2 separate regions of the Mus musculus genome follow, and region 2 is linked to region 1. The links are chromatin contacts, called in public Hi-C maps. All regions are on one chromosome and are shown on one strand. The core of a region is the stretch at or near the end of the contact, and the rest is flanking DNA. Distances in the headings are between cores, read along the strand shown. Region 1 overlaps Kdm7a (lysine (K)-specific demethylase 7A). Region 2 overlaps Mkrn1 (makorin, ring finger protein, 1).

Evidence for each region. Hi-C and Micro-C count contacts between places; a contact is called where the count stands out from the background.
Region 2: a Hi-C map of bone marrow-derived macrophages shows a contact between it and region 1, with 17 read pairs. The contact joins two enhancer-like sites. A contact is called at or near these places in 3 of 39 promoter capture datasets (the 3T3-L1 cell line, maxillary cranial neural crest and pre-B cells), 2 of 484 Hi-C or Micro-C datasets (bone marrow-derived macrophages and nephron progenitors), 1 of 115 datasets of contacts at active chromatin or transcription factors (neural tube) and 2 of 9 other capture datasets (adipose tissue and liver).

Annotation. Positions count from the first base shown.
Region 1 is chr6:39,147,983-39,153,413 of GRCm38.p6, reverse strand. Kdm7a (lysine (K)-specific demethylase 7A) reads left to right here. Exons shown (of 20, transcript NM_001033430.4): 11 at 512-601; 12 at 1,947-2,156; 13 at 4,003-4,127; 14 at 4,318-4,472. It overlaps 4930599N23Rik (RIKEN cDNA 4930599N23 gene), which reads right to left. Exons shown (of 4, transcript NR_045813.1): 4 at 5,102-5,346. Among named protein-coding and RNA genes, the nearest start is that of 4930599N23Rik, 32 kb to the right of the region's middle. Within about 2 kb of position 3,508, at least 1 of the 459 cell types and tissues checked has an H3K27ac peak or open chromatin away from gene starts, as enhancers often do. A contact at or near this core is called in bone marrow-derived macrophages, where this site is marked.
Region 2 is chr6:39,404,472-39,409,885 of GRCm38.p6, reverse strand. It overlaps Mkrn1 (makorin, ring finger protein, 1), which reads left to right. Exons shown (of 8, transcript NM_018810.2): 3 at 3,926-4,155; 4 at 5,012-5,238. Among named protein-coding and RNA genes, the nearest start is that of Mkrn1, 13 kb to the left of the region's middle. Within about 2 kb of position 3,190, at least 17 of the 459 cell types and tissues checked have an H3K27ac peak or open chromatin away from gene starts, as enhancers often do. A contact at or near this core is called in bone marrow-derived macrophages, where this site is marked.

The sequences.
Region 1 (5,431 bases), core at 2,259-4,758:
TTCCATTACAAAACCATTATTCCCTCCCTAAAAAAATCCTTATGTATTCTGAATTAAATATTAGGGTTAATTTCTTTATTACTAGTTATAGTTAGAATCACAGCAGGATTTGAGGTGTAGAGTACATTATAAATAAGATTCACTGTGAGGCAAATCCATTTTAAACTCTTTTTCTTTTTGGTTCTGGATTTTGGTTTTCATTTTTTGAGACAGGGTTTCTCTGTGTAGCCCGGGTTGTTCTAGAACTCACTCTGTAGGCCAGGCTGGCCTCGAACTCACAGAGATCTCTCTGTCCCTACCTCCTAGCTATTGGGATTAAAGGCATGCACATGCCACCACTGGTATTTTTGATAATGTAGATCTTCTTAGGTGACATTACACCAAGTATATAAACTCTTGAGAATCAATTCATATTATCTGGTAGTGTCTTTAAAATACATAGAACTTTATAAAGTAGATTGGGCTTTGTATATTTAATTGACTTTGGTTTTCTTTATTACTTCAAATACAGCTTGTATCTGAACATGCCTTTGAGATTCCAGACAATGTTAGACCTGGGCATCTTATTAAGGAACTTTCTAAAGTAATTCGAGCAATAGAGGTAAGAATAGCAGTGATCTGTGTCTGCTTGCTATCTGTCTTGAGAACCAATAGATCTGCCACTGTGCTATGAATATTTAACCACTGACACGTGTGAAGTAGAACAGCGCCAAGTTAGCTTTACAGATTTTAGGTGTCTGATGTCTTATAGAGAAATTTAGAGTAGTGTGTTGTTATAAAACAACAGAGGCAGTTCCAGTTACTGTAAATTCTTTTAAGTTCCTACAAAAGTTCCAACAAAAGTTATAGTGCTTCGTTCTCTTTAGTTTCAGTTACCTAGAGATGAATGTCTAGGAAGTATTTAGAGGAAGGGATAAAACAGTGATTGTGTGAAGCTGGCTTGGAAATAATAATTAGGGAATCTCTTTGCCAAAAATGCTGGAACAACTGAGGGGCTAATGACTTTGATAAAAGCCCATAAAAATATATGAGCTTTGTCAGTATTGAAAAAAAAAAAAAAAAGGGTTTTCATTGCAGTAGTTCTTCAGGAAAGTAGCTTGATTAGTGTGTAGTCTGAAATAAGAGGAAATTCATTGAAAGCCATCGTGTAATTTAACATCTTACATTAGGACTATGTTTGTAGAATGGGAGGAGCTGCAGACATAGTTCAGCAGTTACAGGTTGGCTTACAACCAGTGTCAAGAATGGAAGGCATTATACATCTGCAAAAAACATCAGTCATCTCCTTTTGTTCCTTGGTGCGGGGACTGAACCCAGGGCCTTGTGCTTGTCAAGCATGTACTCTACCTCTGAGCTACATCTCCAGCCCTTGATGCCGCAGTGCCAGCTTCACTATCCTTGGGTACAACAGTTAGTGATTTTCAGAGGTAGTAAAAATAACGGCATGTAAATGGGTTTCCTATCAAAAAGTTATCAAATATAAAATATATAAACATATGTTTATAAAACATATAGAATATTATCTGTAACTATATGTGCATATATATGTGTCTCGTGCACAGTAAAACCAAAACAGAATAAACTCAAAATTAATCGTTGAGTAAACAGGAGTATCATTTCTGAAAATGTCAACTTCAACGTAATATCGTAGATCTAAGATGGCAGCTCAGTGTGGTGGTGCATGCTTGTAATCCTAGTTCATGGAAGCTAAGGCAAGTCCCCTCCAGACGCCCCCACAAAATCCTCCCCAAATAAAACAAGGAAATGTACTTACTGTTCACAAAGTGTGTGGACGAGAGGGGAATAAAGGCCTCCAGAAAGCCGAGGCTTTGACGTTGCCTTAAGAATGTGCTTTGTTTTTTAAAGTATTTTTATGGTTGATTGTTTAGTCAAGTATATGTATAAGAGCCTTTTCATAAAACAAGCTCTGAATTTGATTCTTCTAGGAGGAAAATGGCAAACCAGTTAAATCTCAGGGAATTCCTTCTGTGTGTCCAGTTTCACGGCCTTCAAATGAGGCATCTCCACCATATCATTCCCGGAGAAAGATGAGGAAACTTCGAGATCATAATGTCCGAACTCCTTCTAACCTTGACATTCTTGAGCTCCATACAAGGGAAGTCCTCAAAAGATTAGAGATGTGTCCATGGGAGGAGGCAAGTATATATATGTGTGTAGTGTGTGTGTGTGTGTGTGTGTGTGTGTGTATGTATGTATGTATGTGTGTGTGTGTGTGTATATATATGTGTGTGTGTATATGTATGTATGTGTGTGTGTATATATATGTGTATGTATGTGTGTGTGTGTATATATATATATATGTATGTGTGTGTGTGTGTGTGTGTGTGTATATGTATGTATGTGTGTGTGTTTGTGTACATACACTCAGTACATGTAACAGTACAGCTGGTTTCTACTGTAGAGTCATAGATACTGTTTTGTCTGTGGAGACCATGAAGTCTTTTTAGCCAACAGTGTGGTACTAAGGAGCCTAGATTTCATTAATTGCTGACATGTTTAGGATTAAATTAATTAAATTAATAAGTTTATCCAACTAATCATGTGCTCTTCTGAACTCTGAAGAAGATGCTAGAGCAAGCAAAGTTGAGTCGTGCCCTCATGTAGCATTTTGTCAAAGTTTTAAGTTGGAAGATAGGACATATATTAAAATAGTAGCATTTCAAGATGGGCATTATGGTACATGCCTGTAATCTTAGCACTTGGGAGGTAACTCAGACCCAAAAGGACATGCATGGTATGTACTCACTAATAAGTAGATATTAGCCCAAACAAAAACAGAAACAGAAACCAGAATACCCAAGACACAGTCCACAGACCTTACACAGGTCAGCAAGCTGAAGGACCCAAGTGAGGACACCGCAGTCCCACTTTGGGAGGCAGGGCGAGAGGTAAGGCCAGCTTGGGCTACAACGGTGAGACCCTTTCTCTAACAAACAGGAGCAACAAAATATATGTTTCCAATGCTGAGTGTTTTGAGGGAACCCCAAACAGTAGTGGTTGATTGCTTTGCTGAAGTGCTCATAATACCTTTTAGGGGTTGATGTTTGACCTAACAGAAGGTGTCAAATAAACACACAGTATTGCTAGCCAAGGAAGATAAATACAGAAAGCCTGTCCTTGAGTCAACAGCAACCATTCGGACAATCAGAATGGGAGACTTTTAGAATAAATATGTTTAGGTTGGAGAAGTTCTGGTATACTGGACAGAGCAGGAGAGTGCGGAGTAGTGATACCTTTATAAACCATGCTACTGAGTTTGTGATAGGATTTGCTCATCCATAATTTTACATCATAAGCATAGGGTTGACAGTTAATTGAAAATACAATAGAGATGTTGCTGAGTTAAAATACTAAACGTTAGTCATTACACCCTTACATAATTTTATATTTGATATTATGTTGTTTTAAGATTAAATGGTTCTGAATCTACTTAACACATATAGTTATTTTGGGAACTTATTATGAAAGATCTCAAAGAGGAAGTAATTTTTTATACATTAAAAAACCAGCTCCTATTATCTCTTTTTGTTTGCTGTGGCTCTTGGGCCTAGTAGTGGTTGTGTGAATGCAATCTTGGTGGGAAGGATGAGGTCAAGGTTACGGTGAGTGGGAAGGTCTTTCTATACTTTATTAAGTAGAAGCAGCCAAGGAACATGAAAATGCCTAAAGCTGTATGACTCTAACCCTTTAGTATCCACAAAAAGGGCCTGTGTTTGGATTTGCTTTATGCAGATTTTGCATTTTATATTAGAAAATATGTTTTATTGCTAAATTGCCTTGCTGAAAGATGAACCATTTTGTATGTGTTGGAATGAGGAGCTCTGGATTATGGGACACTGAGATATCTCCAATCCCTGGATGGCTACCCATCCCTTTACAAGGCAGGCAGGACCATGGAAGAAGGGATAGTAAACACTCCTTTTTAGTTGAGTAGGCCTACCTGAAGGTGGAGATTAAATCAGTTCTGCTTTGTATTTTAAGGACCTACTGAGCTCTAAACTGAATGGAAAATTCAACAAACATCTCCAGCCATCTTCCACAGTACCTGAGTGGAGAGCGAAAGATAATGATCTACGATTACTGCTGACAAATGGAAGAATAATTAAGTATGTAAATATATCAAAGTATCAGATTAATTTTTGGTGGATCCCCTTTTGTCCATATAATGCCAACATTATCGCATAGACAATTGTATTAGAGGAAAGGGTCTCAATCCTCTGCTACGTCTAAATGGAGGGGAAGGGACTACAGAGCATGCTCTACTTTTGATGCAGTTATTTTTCCTATGTGGCACAGAGATGAGAGACAGCTGTTTGCAGATCGAAGTCTTTATACAGCAGATAGTGAAAATGAAGAGGACAAGAAGCCAACACAGAATGCAAACATGAAGACAGAACAGAGCTCAGGAAGAGAGGAGGCCGAAAGTCAAGGCTCTCCCAAACCACTCAACAGTATGTGTCCCTCCTTGTGCTATATGCAGTAGGTAACTTGCTGGTATTTGAGTTTGTTGTAGGATTGAAAATGTTTGCATTTTATAATACTGTTGGAAAATCTGAAGTATGTTTTGAGTAGTTCACTAATCTGCAAGGTGCTGAATGTGAGTGTCAAGTATAGTAGCTAGGGATAGATTACCAGTATATGGATATGTGAGAGTTGCAAGCCTTAGATAGATTCACTGTTTTTAAAGTCTTTTAAAAGCTCATAATGCTTTATGGCCTCTACTGTCCCAAATGAGTTTCAAGTTTAACTTAACTTCACATGTGGTAGCATGTCTTTCATTCTCATAATTAAGAGACATCTGGTTGGCTGATCTGTATCTAGTGGGAATCGAGGTAGTGTGATGTTATTTGATACCTGTTGATAGGAGGCTTCTACTGGTGCATTGATTGGTTATTGACAAATAAAGTAATAATAGGACTATCAAACACTGTAGTAGTATCACCTTCTCCTTGAAGTCTTTGCTCTTTGAATAAAGTGAACTTAAACAGTTTTAGGAAGAAAGAACAGTATATAGCTTTCCATTTAAAACATAATTAAAATCAATATTTTATCTTTGTGATGAAAGGATTCTGCATAATGAATATTACCGAATTCATTTTTAATTTCTTAGTTTCCACTAATTCCCAGTAAATCTGGTCCTCTGTAGTTGGTAGTTATTATGTCAGGGCAAGGCAGTGTATCACTGAGAGCTGATAGAAGAGTTGCTATGCAGTGGTGCTTGCAGAAGAGAAAGGCAGATAAGAGCCCAGGTAATAAACTGCTTGAAACCATGGTCCGTCCATAAATGCTCTTGAGGTTTGAAAGTTGCCTTTTTTTTTTTTCTTTCTAGTGAGAAAACCAAGGAAAAGGGAAAGTCAGAAGCAATTTGTAGTCATTTTAGTTAAAACAATTTTTTTGTTTTTTTTTTCTG
Region 2 (5,414 bases), core at 1,941-4,440, 260 kb before region 1:
GAAGTCACAACATTGTCGCTTTCACTAACATCTGGACAGAGTCACTAAGTCCAGCCACATTGAAGGGAAGAGGTATTGGGCTCCACTTTTGGAGAAGCATCTTGGATGCATTTGAAACCACCACACTAGGTAAGACTTGTAGCCAGTATCACAGCCACATACAGATAAGTAGATAGATGGATGAGTGGGTGGATAAATGGATGGAGGGGTAGATGGGTGGCTGAATGAAAGGATAAAAACTTCTATACTAGGTAAGACTTATAGTCTAAGTATCTCAGCCATATACATACAGGTGGATAGATGGTTGGGTGGATAGATGGATGGATGGGTAGGTACATACATACATAGACGAACACATTGATAAGTAGCTGTTGGGCACAAATGTTTGGAAGTCATCCTTACCTGAGTTTGTTAGAAAAGCAGTAAGCCCCTCCCTCATAACTAACTGTTACCGGTCAGAAATGGATCCCTTGGCCTCAGAGCCAAGGTTAGTCTTTTGCTGCCTAAGGGAGGAGATGTGAGGATACCATCCTTTATGCGGAATGAGCAGTTCTTTGTAGAACAGTTTTTGTAGATGTTGGCTCACTTGTAGACAAGGCTCACTGAGGGGAAGTTAGTTCCAGTCAGTTGAGTTACATCCCCCAGTGACTTGGAGAGAGGAACGGAAATTGAGGTGAGCAGAGAGCTGTGGCGACCTCCGGACAGAATGGTGGGAAGGTAGGACTAGAGTGAAGATCAGAGGGTAACTTAAAAACTTGGACGAAAGCCGGGCGTGGTGGCGCATGCCTTTAATCCTAGCACTCGGGAGGCAGAGGCAGGCGGATTTCTGAGTTCCAGGACAGCCAGGGCTACACAGAGAAACCCTGTCTCAAAAAACAAACAAACAAAAAACAAACAAACAAAAACCTTGGACAAATCAACTTTCTCCATCTCGTGGCTCCCAGGAATTGAACTCATGTCAGGTTTGGTGGCAGGCACCTTTATCCACTGGGCTGAGCCATCTTGCCAGCCTCATTGAAGTTCTTTAGATAGAAAATTATACTATATTAATACAGAATATGGAAGGAAGCTTGATATGCATCTGTTTTCTGAGTATTAATTCATCACGTAACACACTGTAAAAGAATTGGCAATTTTGTGACATCCTATTATAACTTATTAACTGTATAACAAGTTGTCAGTGGCTCTTGGATAACTTTCTCTACAGGGTGGGTGTGTACATCTTTTTGGTGACTCAAGATGTCTGTCTTCCTTCCTTCCTTCCTTCCTTCCTTCCTTCCTTCCTTCCTTCCTTCCTTCCTTCCTTCCTTTCTTTCTTTCTTTTTTTTCTTTCTTTCTTTCTTTCATATAAGTACATTGTAGCTGTCTTCAGACATTCCAGAAGAGGGCGTCAGATCTCATTAAGGATGGTTGTGAGCCACCATGTGGTTGCTGGGATTTGAACTCAGGACCTTCAGAAGAGCAGTCAGTGCTCTTAACTGCTGCGCCATCTCTCCAGCCTCAAGATGTGGTTTCTTATGCAAAACCAGCCATAGATAACACAGACAAATGGATACAGTAGTGTTCCAATTGCAGCTTTTTATCTTGAACCACTACAATTTGAATTTTCTATAACTTGCATTTTATAAATGTATTAGTTATTAAATACATACATACATGTAATTAGAGAGGGGGGAAAAACTTTAAATGCTTATTTATTTATTTATTTATTATATGTAAGTACACTGTGGCTGTCTCCAGATGCACCAGATCTCATCACAGGTGGTTGTGAGCCACCATGTGATTTCTGGGAATTGAACTCAGGACCTTCGGAAGAGCAGTCACTGCTCTTTACTCTTTGAGCCATCTCTCCAGCCCTTACATGCTTTTAAAAGCCATTTTAAGATGTCAGAGCCGGGGGCTGGTGAGATGGCTCAGCAGTTAAGAGCACCGACTGCTCTTCCAAAGGTCCTGAGTTCAAATCCCAGCAACCACATGGTGGCTCACAACCATCCGTAACAAAAATCTGATGCCTTCTTCTGGAGTATCTGAAGACAGCTACAGTGTACACACATATAATAAATAAATCTTAAAAAAAAAAAAAAAGATGTCAGAGCCATTCTTACTCGAATTTTGGTAGAAGATTGTATATAGTGTCATTCCGTGCTCTTAAGAGATCCCCATACAGGCTTCCTAGTTTACCTTCTTTTTTTCCTTGTTGAATTTATTTTGTGTGCACAAGTGTGTTTGTCTGAATGCTTAACTTTGCACCTCAGGGTGTGTGTGTGTGTGTGTGTGTGTGTGTGTGTGTGTGTACACACGAGGCGCTTTCGTGCACATGCCCTGTAGGTGCTTGAGGTGCCCTGGAGCTATCTTTTTAGCCATAGCTTTTCTTGACTTTTTTTTTTTTTTAAATCTTTTTTGGTATCTACTTAGTTTTTACTTCAGAAACACATTCTATGTAGATCTATAAGGGCATAATTGTCTCATTTGGGGGAAAATTTGGTAATGTAGCTTATTTATTATTTTGGAGACAGTCTTAATATATAGCTCTGACTGCCCTGCCATTTGCTGTGTAGACTAAGTTGACCTTGAATTCAGAGATCTGTTTGACTAGAGTTAGGTATGCTCCGCCACAGGGCCAGTCTTTTACATACATTCATATTTTCTTCCACTTACTTAGAGTATAATCTCGTAACAGAGATTCTCAGTTTGTGGCAGAGGCACTAGCTGCCGCCGCCGCCCTGCTTAACTGGTGTCCACTTCACAGCAGTGTTTTCCTAAGGAGGCTTCATTCGCACTGCTTGCAGTCAGGAGGCCCAGGTCCCCAGGCTTGGTAGACACTCATTACTACCAGGTCATGAGAAAAAAAAAATTCCTTGAAAATGCTTAACTTTGCATTTTTGTCTGCCAGTTTCTTTTGAGGGGTGGGTGTGTGGAGAGTGGAACTCAATTTATAGACCAAGATGGCTTCAACAGGTCTGCCTTAGCCTACCAAGTGATAGGATTATGCAGGACAGCCTTTATTGAATTTTGTTTTGACGCAGTGTCTCAGCACATTTCCTAGGCTGGCCCTAAACATGGAATCCTCTTCCTTCTGTCTCCCAGATAGCTGACATTGTAGGTGTGTGCCTCCATACAGTTGTACTTGACCCTGTAAAGTTTGCTAAGTCTGGGTCTCTCTCATGCCTTTATCAGCAGCGTGACATCATAGTGAGGGTTCCTACACACGCTGAGTCATGAGCTCCACTTCAGACTTAGATGTCAGGCTATGGACACAGCTCAGTCCTTGCCTAGATGCACAAGGTTGTGGTTTGTTGGTATGCCCGTAAGCCCAGCATTTAAGTGCTTAAGGCAGGAGGATCCATGCATTTGAAGACAGACAACATGAGCTATATAATGAGTGCGAAGCTAGCCTGAGTTACATAGGCAAACCCTCTATCTCAAGGTTATCTAGGGGTTGGAGAGATGGCTTAGCAGTTAAGAGTGTTTGTTGGAGGGACCTGGATCTGTTTTTCCCAGCACTCATATCAGGCAGCTTATAGTTGCCTGTTAACTTTGGCCCCGGGGATCTAAATGCTGTCTTCTGGCCTCTCTGGACACCCACACATACAGATACACTTAAATAGGAATAAGTCTTTTTTTTTTTTTTTAAGATTTATTTTTTCTATTTATATTGAGTACACTACTGCTGTCTTTAGCCACACACTAGAATAGTGTATCAGAGCCCATTACAGATGTTGTGAGCCACCCTGTGTTTGCTAGGAATTGAACTCAGGACCTCTGGACCTGGAAGACCTCTGGAAGTGCTCTTAACCGCTGAGCCATCTTTCCAACCCAGGAATAAGTCTTGACAGGTGCTCCCTGCTCATGTTCACACTGAAGTTTGAAAAGAGTCTGGGAGCTCCATGTAGCACGATTGTAACTGCTTACTTTTCTCTGTCAGATACGAACACAGCAAGCCACTGAAACAGGAAGAAGTGACTGCTACTGATCTGAGTGCAAAACCATCCCTCGCTGCTTCCTCAAGTCTCTCTTCTGGTGTTGGATCACTTGCTGAAATGAATTCAGGCGAAGCTGAGTCACGAAACCCAAGCTTTCCAACTGTAGGAGCAGGTTCAGAGGACTGGGTGAATGCCATTGAGTTTGTCCCTGGGCAGCCCTACTGTGGCCGTAGTAAGTATTGTGAGGACCCTGTAAACTGCAATCAAAGGGCTAAATGACAGGCCACAGTGAACTCAGTGTCAGCCTTTTCTGTTTGAGCTTAACCTACTGTCAACACATTAGATTGGGTTATTTAAGATTTAAAGATGAAGTAAAAGAAAAATTTTGAACTACAATAAAATGAATTCTTGTTTAAAAACTGAAGTGTCTCCGAATGCTGTCCCCTGCTTGCTCCTGGTGGTGCTGGGATCAAACCCTGGGCTTTGCACATGCTAGGCAAATGCTTTCCCATTAAGCTACACACTTAGCCCACACTCTGTCCTTTGATGTTGTGTTTTTTTGACACAGGGTCTCTTATGGTTCAGATTCCTCAAGTAGTTAAGGATGACCTTGAACTCCTGACTCTCCTGATGTGCCCTTACTAACCAGTACTTACTAATACTACATTTCACTTCTAAAGAAGTTCACATGCAGAACTGGGCTGGGTGCCACACGCCCGTAACGCCAGCTTTAGAGAGGCTGAGGTGGGAGGGTTGCTGAGTTCAAGGCCAGCCTGGGTTATCAGATCTTACCAGAAAGAACAAAACTGAGCTGGACAGTGGTGGTGTGTACCTTTATTCCCATCACTGGGTATTCTGAGATAGGCAGAGGGTGAGTTCTAAGCCAGCTTGGCTGTATAACCCTGTCTCAAAAAACCAAGGGGAAAAAAGGAAAAAAGTTCAGTAGGCTTGACTTTAGGTTTCATTAAAGTTGTTGTTGGATTTTTTTTTTCCTTTTTTTTTTTCCTTTTTAAAAATTATTCTGTTACCTTATAGTTCATAATTGCCTTATGTATTTGGACCTTTACTACCATCTTAAACATTTTCAGCTGCCCCTTCCTGCACTGAAGTACCCCCGCAGGGTTCAGTGACCAAGGAAGAGTCAGAGAAGGAGCCAACTACGGTGGAGACAAAGAAGCAGCTTTGCCCCTATGCTGCAGTGGGAGAGTGTCGCTATGGGGAAAACTGTGTGTATCTCCACGGAGACTCGTGTGACATGTGTGGCCTGCAGGTCCTACACCCAGTGGATGCTGCCCAGAGGTCACAGCACATAAAAGTAAGTGCTCAGAGCAGCTTGTGCTAAATATGAGGAGCCAATAAATGGTGGTGTATGTGCTCCTGCACGGTTCTATAGAGTGTTTTGTCAAAGATAGACCTGTATAGTCCAGGCATAGTGAAGCCACAGGCAGGAGGCTCTGGAGAGCCTGACTGTGGTCATACACCCTTCCTACA